Linked DNA regions of Mus musculus: region 1 is linked to region 2. The links are chromatin contacts, called in public Hi-C maps. All regions are on one chromosome and are shown on one strand. Each heading gives the region's core, a stretch centred on a gene start, on an enhancer-like site or on the middle of the called end of the contact. The rest is flanking DNA. Distances are from core to core; before and after follow the strand shown. Region 1 overlaps Nrxn1 (neurexin I). Region 2 has its middle 22 kb from the start of 4933400B14Rik.

What was found. Hi-C and Micro-C count contacts between places; a contact is called where the count stands out from the background.
Region 1: a contact with region 2 is called in a Hi-C map of forebrain, with 2.4 times the contacts expected there. The contact joins two enhancer-like sites. A contact is called at or near these places in 1 of 15 datasets of contacts at CTCF or cohesin (pro-B cells), 13 of 484 Hi-C or Micro-C datasets (adipose-derived mesenchymal stem cells, bone marrow-derived macrophages, cerebellum and 9 more) and 1 of 115 datasets of contacts at active chromatin or transcription factors (astrocytes).

The regions. Positions count from the first base shown.
Region 1 is chr17:90,499,840-90,503,208 of GRCm38.p6, reverse strand. All of the region lies in intron 17 of Nrxn1 (neurexin I), which reads left to right. Gm32337 (a long non-coding RNA gene) reads right to left here. Exons shown (of 2, transcript XR_877116.3): 2 at 1-3,369. Among named protein-coding and RNA genes, the nearest start is that of Gm32337, 40 kb to the right of the region's middle. Within about 2 kb of position 1,973, at least 4 of the 459 cell types and tissues checked have an H3K27ac peak or open chromatin away from gene starts, as enhancers often do. A contact at or near this core is called in forebrain, where this site is marked.
Region 2 is chr17:89,296,372-89,300,035 of GRCm38.p6, reverse strand. No RefSeq gene overlaps it. Among named protein-coding and RNA genes, the nearest start is that of 4933400B14Rik, 22 kb to the left of the region's middle. Within about 2 kb of position 2,230, at least 10 of the 459 cell types and tissues checked have an H3K27ac peak or open chromatin away from gene starts, as enhancers often do. A contact at or near this core is called in forebrain, where this site is marked.

The DNA of each region.
Region 1 (3,369 bases), core at 724-3,223, 1.2 Mb before region 2:
ACTCTTGAATTTTGAGATGAGTCACGTAGCTTCAGACTCTCTGGGTATTTGAAAATGACTTTGAATTCCGGACTATCTACCTCTGAAGTACAAGTGTTACAGGCATGTACTACCATGCCAAGTTAGATTATATATTTAAGGAATTTACAGCCATATTATATTTTTCAAAAACCTACTGGACTTTGAATTGTATAGTTATTTCAATATAGATACTAAGTACACATATAAATACATAGGACTGTCTTATAATTGGTGGCAAAATGTTATAAAATATTTGAAGTAGTATAGTATACGTAGAAAAATTAATTTTATTATTGTAGTTTTAAGTGTGGATCATGACAATTAATTATTGTTAGCCACAGGTTCGTTTCCCAGTTTGCCATTTCTCTGTTTTTCCTTTTAAAAATATAATTCTTAAATTATCTATTTATTTAGCTTTTCATAGGTATATTCATGGGTGTCAATGCATCATGTGCATGCAGTGCTCCTATAAGCCGGAAGAGGGCAACAGATCACCTGAGATTGGAATTACTGATAGCTGTGAGCCCCCACATAGGTGCTAGGAATTGAATACTGGTCCTCTGGAAGAACAGCCAGTGTACTTCATCCCTGACCTGTTTCCCCAGTTACCAATCTCATCTTTTCAAGTACTGTAGCTGTAAATACAGTGAGAAAATAAAACCCACTAGAAAAACCTCTTTCATGTGTGTTTATCAAGTGTTGAGTGGTGCCTTGTCTGAGGTGCTGTATAAGAATAGCAGTTCTCACCAGTGAATAAATGTATGCAGTAATATACATGAAAAATAAGTACATGGACTGGTGGGAAAATGAGGAGTCTACATCTTAGAAGGAAATTCTGGACTCCTTACTTAGTACAAAAGGGTTCAAGTGATACAGCTGTTGCTCCTTAAAGTCTAACAAAAAGCTGGAGACCGGAGGACTAAAGTCCCCAGAGCCATCAAGTGCCCCTGTCTCCTGTAGGTTTATCCCCTTATATCTCTACTCAGTAGAGACCAATTTGAGGATATTTGCTAGTATCCCTGTCTAAGGTTTGACTTTTCTGGAGAATTACTCATCTGTCACCAATTACACTGTAAAAAATTAAGTGGAAATTCCTAGAAGTAAATAATTCTTAAACTTCACATTCCACCCTGTCTGAATTACCTTCAGAAATGTCATAAAATCCTGTGTTCTCCTGGGATGTGTTGTCCTATGTGATGACCATTAGACTCCTGTCAGTATTCGATATTTTTTTTTATCAGATTGATTATTGAGAAATTAAGTAGCCTTTACTTATTAATGCCCTAAAGTTGCAAATACAGTTATGCAAAGAAAGAATAGACAATCCTGGGCAGATGTCATACAGACCCTAAGAGAACACAAACGACAGCCCAGGCTACTATAACCAGCAAAACTCTCAATCACCATAGATACCAAGATATGTAGTTAGAAATTGTGTCTTCTTTGAATGCTTGTGATTCAGCAAGGGAAAACACTATACAAACCCTTTCTCTACATATATTTTTTTCTAATAGCTCCCTCCTTGGCTGTAGTACTTAGAGAAAATGGTGCGATACTGGCATAGCACCTTCGACAAATATATATCCTCTTTCCTTACACTTGATGCATAAAAATGTGTCTGCACGAAGAACATAGGACTGACGTTCACTGGAGGCTGCGCAGAGCTAGGTTAGCAGAATGAACGGAATCAATAGCTAACACTCTCCAGTCAAGCCCTGTTTTCACCACTAGGACCATCCCCCTTGCAATGAAGTGAGGATTCCTTACACATAGCACAGTCCTCACATACTTCCTCTACTGATAGTTACAGTCAAGAAAATAAACCCAGGCAAAACACAATCTTTATCTTTAATCTTTATCTCTTAATCCTTTCTCTAAGACTTTTAAAGAGATGGCTGGCTCCCTTTTATATTTCTGCCTAGAATATGCCACTTCCAAGAATTGCCAGCAGGGGGCATTAAGGTACTGGAAAATCAGCTCAGCCTGTTACCTAAGAATCCAAAGTGACATTACCTCCTAATCATGTCTGTCTGTTTGTTTGTTTGTTTATTGTTAATATTTTAGTAAGTCCTTATTCACATTTATTAGATTGACAGCTGATATTCATTATTGGAAATATACTTTGTGACTAGCATCATTATTTAGGTAAAGGTTTGTTTGGTTTCATTCATTGTTTTTAATGTGAAGAAAAGAAGCATTGGAGAAAGAGGAATATGGCTGATACGGCAAATGCATCTCACATTAAAAAAAACTTCCCTAAGTATTCTTTTTAATTAATGAATGTATTACATTAATGAAATACATCAAAGACATAAAGGCAGTGTGGCTTTGATTCCTTGGCACCTATGGGACAAGCCTTCTTTTCTCTGCCACAGACTCATATTTTGCAAAGATAAACAGTGTGCCTCCCCTTATTGTCACATCCACGCATCCACAGTGAAGAACAGCCGCTCTTCAAGGCAATTGCAAATTGAGCTTCCTCATCTGCCAAACCTGCCTGCTTTCCGAAAACTTCCCTCACGGTTAGGTCAGCAAGGTAAGAGAAGTAACCTGGGATGGAGGTAACCAACCTAAGGCAGGAGAAGGGCAAAGGCTGGACTGCTTTTCATTTGATAACATAACAAAGTACATTAGGAAATTCACCATGGTCTAGCCTAAGTTGTTAAATGAGACATTTCTCTTTGTAAGAAAAGAAAATACCAGTCCCAGGCTTTGTGCTCCTCCAAGATGATTTCAACATGAAAGGACTGTCCAGTATCCTGGTCCTAGACCTGAGAATGGATCTCCAATATCCATAGAAAAATACCTAGCAGGCAAAGATAGGAAGATAGGATGGATCGCTGCCAGCCATCCTAGCAAAACACAAACAAACAATCAAACCCACAAACATACAAAGAAGACCATGAACTCCAGGTTCAGTGAGAGAATCTATCTCAGAGAAATAAAGTGGGCAGTGACAGAACAGAACATCAATGTCCCAATGTCTTCCTGTGGCCTATACACACACACACACACACACACACACACACACACACACACACACACACACATACACACACACATACACACACCCCAATCCACAGGCACGTGTACCTCCACTCCAAATACTCACGCATACACAAAACGCACATCAAAGTTCTGAAAAGGAACCTGAAAGGTTTAGCAGTTTCGTAGTTACTGCTGGATCTGAGGTTCTCTTTGGGTTTCTTGGTCTCTGTGGTGGGTTGTACATGCTTGGCCCAGGGAGTGCCACTATTAGGAGGTTGTAGCGTTGTTAGAGCAGGTGTGGCCTTGTTGGAAGAAGTGTGTCACTTTGAGACCCTCTTCCTAGCTGCACTGAAGACAGTC
Region 2 (3,664 bases), core at 981-3,480:
TGTTTTTTTAGTTGCTGATGTGTTTGTATTCATTGTGTTGTGTTTTTCCTTAGGAACTGGATCACCTTTCTGCCACTTTAGGGCCTGGAAACTCCCCAGTCTCTGGGAGGACCCAGGACTAATGTGATCCATAAAGCAGTTGTTTACCTGAAGATATCCTTTGTCTCATAGTGAAGTTCTACGGGAGCTGTATAGAAAAGTCACCATGTCTATCCCAACAGCCTTTCTGTCAGAAGTCTTTCTTATCTCCCAGATGTATCTTTCAATCAATAAATCCCTCCTGGACAAAAGCAGAACTGAGCACTGAGCTCCGTGGGACACTGATCAAAAGGTCCTTGTGGGTGTGTTGCTTCAGTACTCCCCAGCAGGTTATAATAGAAAGTGCTGTGTATTTTGTACTCAGCAAATCTGAAGTACTTCATCAAGTACATTCTGAAGCTAAAATATTACTGATCTTTTAAAACTGTGTGTGATAGGATTTATATCTGAGGATCAGTCAATAACTAGGAAACACAAAAGATGATTGGCAAAGAAGCAGATTTTCCATAGGAGTTTCAAAGGAACAATTTGACAAATAGACCACAGAAAAACCAAATGTGCTAAAGAATTTAAAGAATAAAAAGCACAGTAGACTTTTAAGAAGGTAAGAAGTAACCTCTTGATTAGAGAAGGGATTTATGAGGCTAGTGTGAAAAATCAAGAAACATTTGTAGTTAGGGAAAAAAACTGAGCTGACTAGATCTAAAACATAAATTGAGAGGCTCAGATATCTGATGGTATCAAGGATGAGAGCACTCCTCTCCCAACAGAGATGATCCAAGATACACAAATCTCATGTAATTAAAATAATCCCAGTTCAAAAGATCTGCTGCTAGGCACAATGGCATCCCAATAGAGGATCGACATGGAATACTCTGTCAAAAATAAAACAAACCACAGAAAAAGATTGGTGGGGTCAGGTGTGAGATTATAAAAGCATTATGGTCGGAGTGCCTAGCTATGGAGCATTAACCACCTTCAAAGCACCATGAGGGATTTGGCAGTCTCTATCTTTCAGACTGAGAGTAAACTGTCTCCTGGAGCAGTTAGACCACTTGAGCTCCACACTCTCCCTCCCTTTCCATGCAACACAGCCCTACAAAAGCCAGCAACAACATCTAAAGAGTAGAACAACAGAAGAGCATGCAAGTAAGGGGCATCTAGTTAAACTCTTTGTCCTTGAGTTCAGGAAGTTTCAATGAAGTGGAATATTTCCACTAACTCAAGAGTGAAGTCTTTAAGATACTGCGATAGGCATCCAGGTTTCCATACTGAGTTTATATTTGTCATTTAATGAGAACAGGGATTGTCATTATTTACAAGTAATCAGAAACTTCAGAGTCCGTAAGGCATTCTACCTAGAATGGCAAAGTAAGTTGTTGGTAAATGGATTATAAAGGGTCAGTGAAAGGTAACAATATAGTTTAGGATTTTTATGAAATTCTATTTTCAGAGAAAAAAAAATTGAAAGGAAACGTTGAGTGAGATGATTCCCGGCAGGCTAGGGTAGGCTAGAGGAGAAGCAGGTGGATCTTGCAAGGCCAGCATGGGACCAGGTACAGTTATCCCACAGGGACAAGTAAGAAGATAGACTCCTTTCATCTGTGGACCACTTGGAAGTAGGTCCTGCTTGTTCCAGCCAGTGTCCAGCATAAGATGTTAACACAGAAATCAGATGACTTTAAAGTCCTCCATGTCTGTTCTGCCTCTATGGTTTACTCTTTGTGTTGCTTTCAAACAATTATTAATATTGTCATATCTTGTTTCACTTTCTTCATGGAGAAAATGAGAAAACAATACTTGAAAAAAATGTTGTAAACTGTTTAGTAATGTAGAAGCCTGTTATAAGTGAAATGAATGATCATTAAATTGCCAGAAAGAATGAATGAATGAGTGAATAAATGAATGAATGAATGATGAATGAATGATGAGTGAGTTGTACATCCATCTCAAGAGCAGAAGAAATAAATGCTACACCAAACAGGTTTTTCAGCAGAGCTGAACTTTCTCATATAAATACATCCTCCTCTGTGTATGTGTGTGTGTTCAATAATCAAAGTGGTGTTTAAATATTAAATAGATGTTTTGACTGCCTCAAGGACTAGTCTGGAGAATCCACCTACCCTGGCACAAGCCTATTGAAGTGAGTGACCCTACTTGTTATTCAGCTTACCGTTTGCCAGCAAGCATTCAGAGCCCTGTGCTAACGGCTGCTGGCAAGCTTTCCAGTGACGGCTGAGTTGAAATGAATGGCAAGGCAGTGTCAGCTGCCGGCTTTCATTACATCCTTTTTGACTGAGTTGAATATTAAACCAAGACCACCTGATAGAGTCATCTTGAATTCCTGCAGGAAGAGGCTGAAGATGCTGGAAGCAAAATGAGGTGCAGGTGGGATAGCATAGTAAGCTCTGCAATTTACAAGTGTTAATGTGAAAATCAGGCAGAGGACCTTCCAGGAAAGAATCTTTAGGCTATTTATCCACTCAAAGTGACCTTGTAATCCATCAGTCATTAAAAAGATAGCAAAGAACATGAATGCCACCCTGTGGCTACCAGAAGAAATTATACTTAATATAAAAATTTTACATAATTAGAGGGTAATGAGAACATGATTAAAAGAATTCATGTAGATGTCATGGGGAAAGGCAGGGAGACATCTCAGATAAAATGTTGCCACTACTAGAATATGATTCATGGAGCATTGCTGGAAGTGCTGAGGAAGATACCCCCTTAACCTTCCTCTTCAAAGGAAGACAATAAAATAAAACTGGCAAATATTGATGACAGCCATACAAACCATCAGAGACAAGAATAGACTACTGGCAATGACACTAGACTTAAGCACGGGGGTAGAGAAAGTAGGTTTTACAGTATACTTGTTACCGAGCATACAAAAACGGAGTGAGCCCCTGGTGTATATATGTAGACACTTCTACATGCCTTCATATGTACTATTGTACACCATCACACATATTCCAACTTAGTTGACCCTGAATATACCCATATATACTTCATGTGGGAATTTTCTGCAGGTGGAGAGAATAAGTCATCTTTACTACATTCATTTCTTTAACAAATTTTTATGGAGACTATAAAACAATAGGACCTCTGCTCATTCACCTTCTATTCTAAGGGGATAAGAAAATAAACACTGAAAAAAAGTGACTCACCGAGTGTGTGTGCTAGGAATCAACTCCAAATTCTCTAGAAGAGCAGCCAGTGCTCTTAAGTGCAGAACTAACACTCCAGTCATTCAGAACTATAAGAGCCAATGCATGATTTCCCAGAAAATGATAATGGTGACTTGGTCCCAGTTGGATCTACACATGTCATAGAAGTAATTGGGTTTTATACAGATAATTAAGGTAAGTTCAAAACCTTTTATTATCAGGATAAACCAATGTAATATACAAAATCCAAAATAGTAGTAGAAAGTTCAAAGGTTTACAGAACTTAAAAGTAGAAGTTTTGAGGACAAAATGTTAATTGCTCTCATGCATGTACTACATATGGTATACATGTATCCACTAATAATACTGCACAGTAACTCCTGTTACCCTCTCTCAAATCCTTCCTCTGATGCTCCCATGCTCAAGTTGCTGAACCCTTTCCTTTGCTATATTTG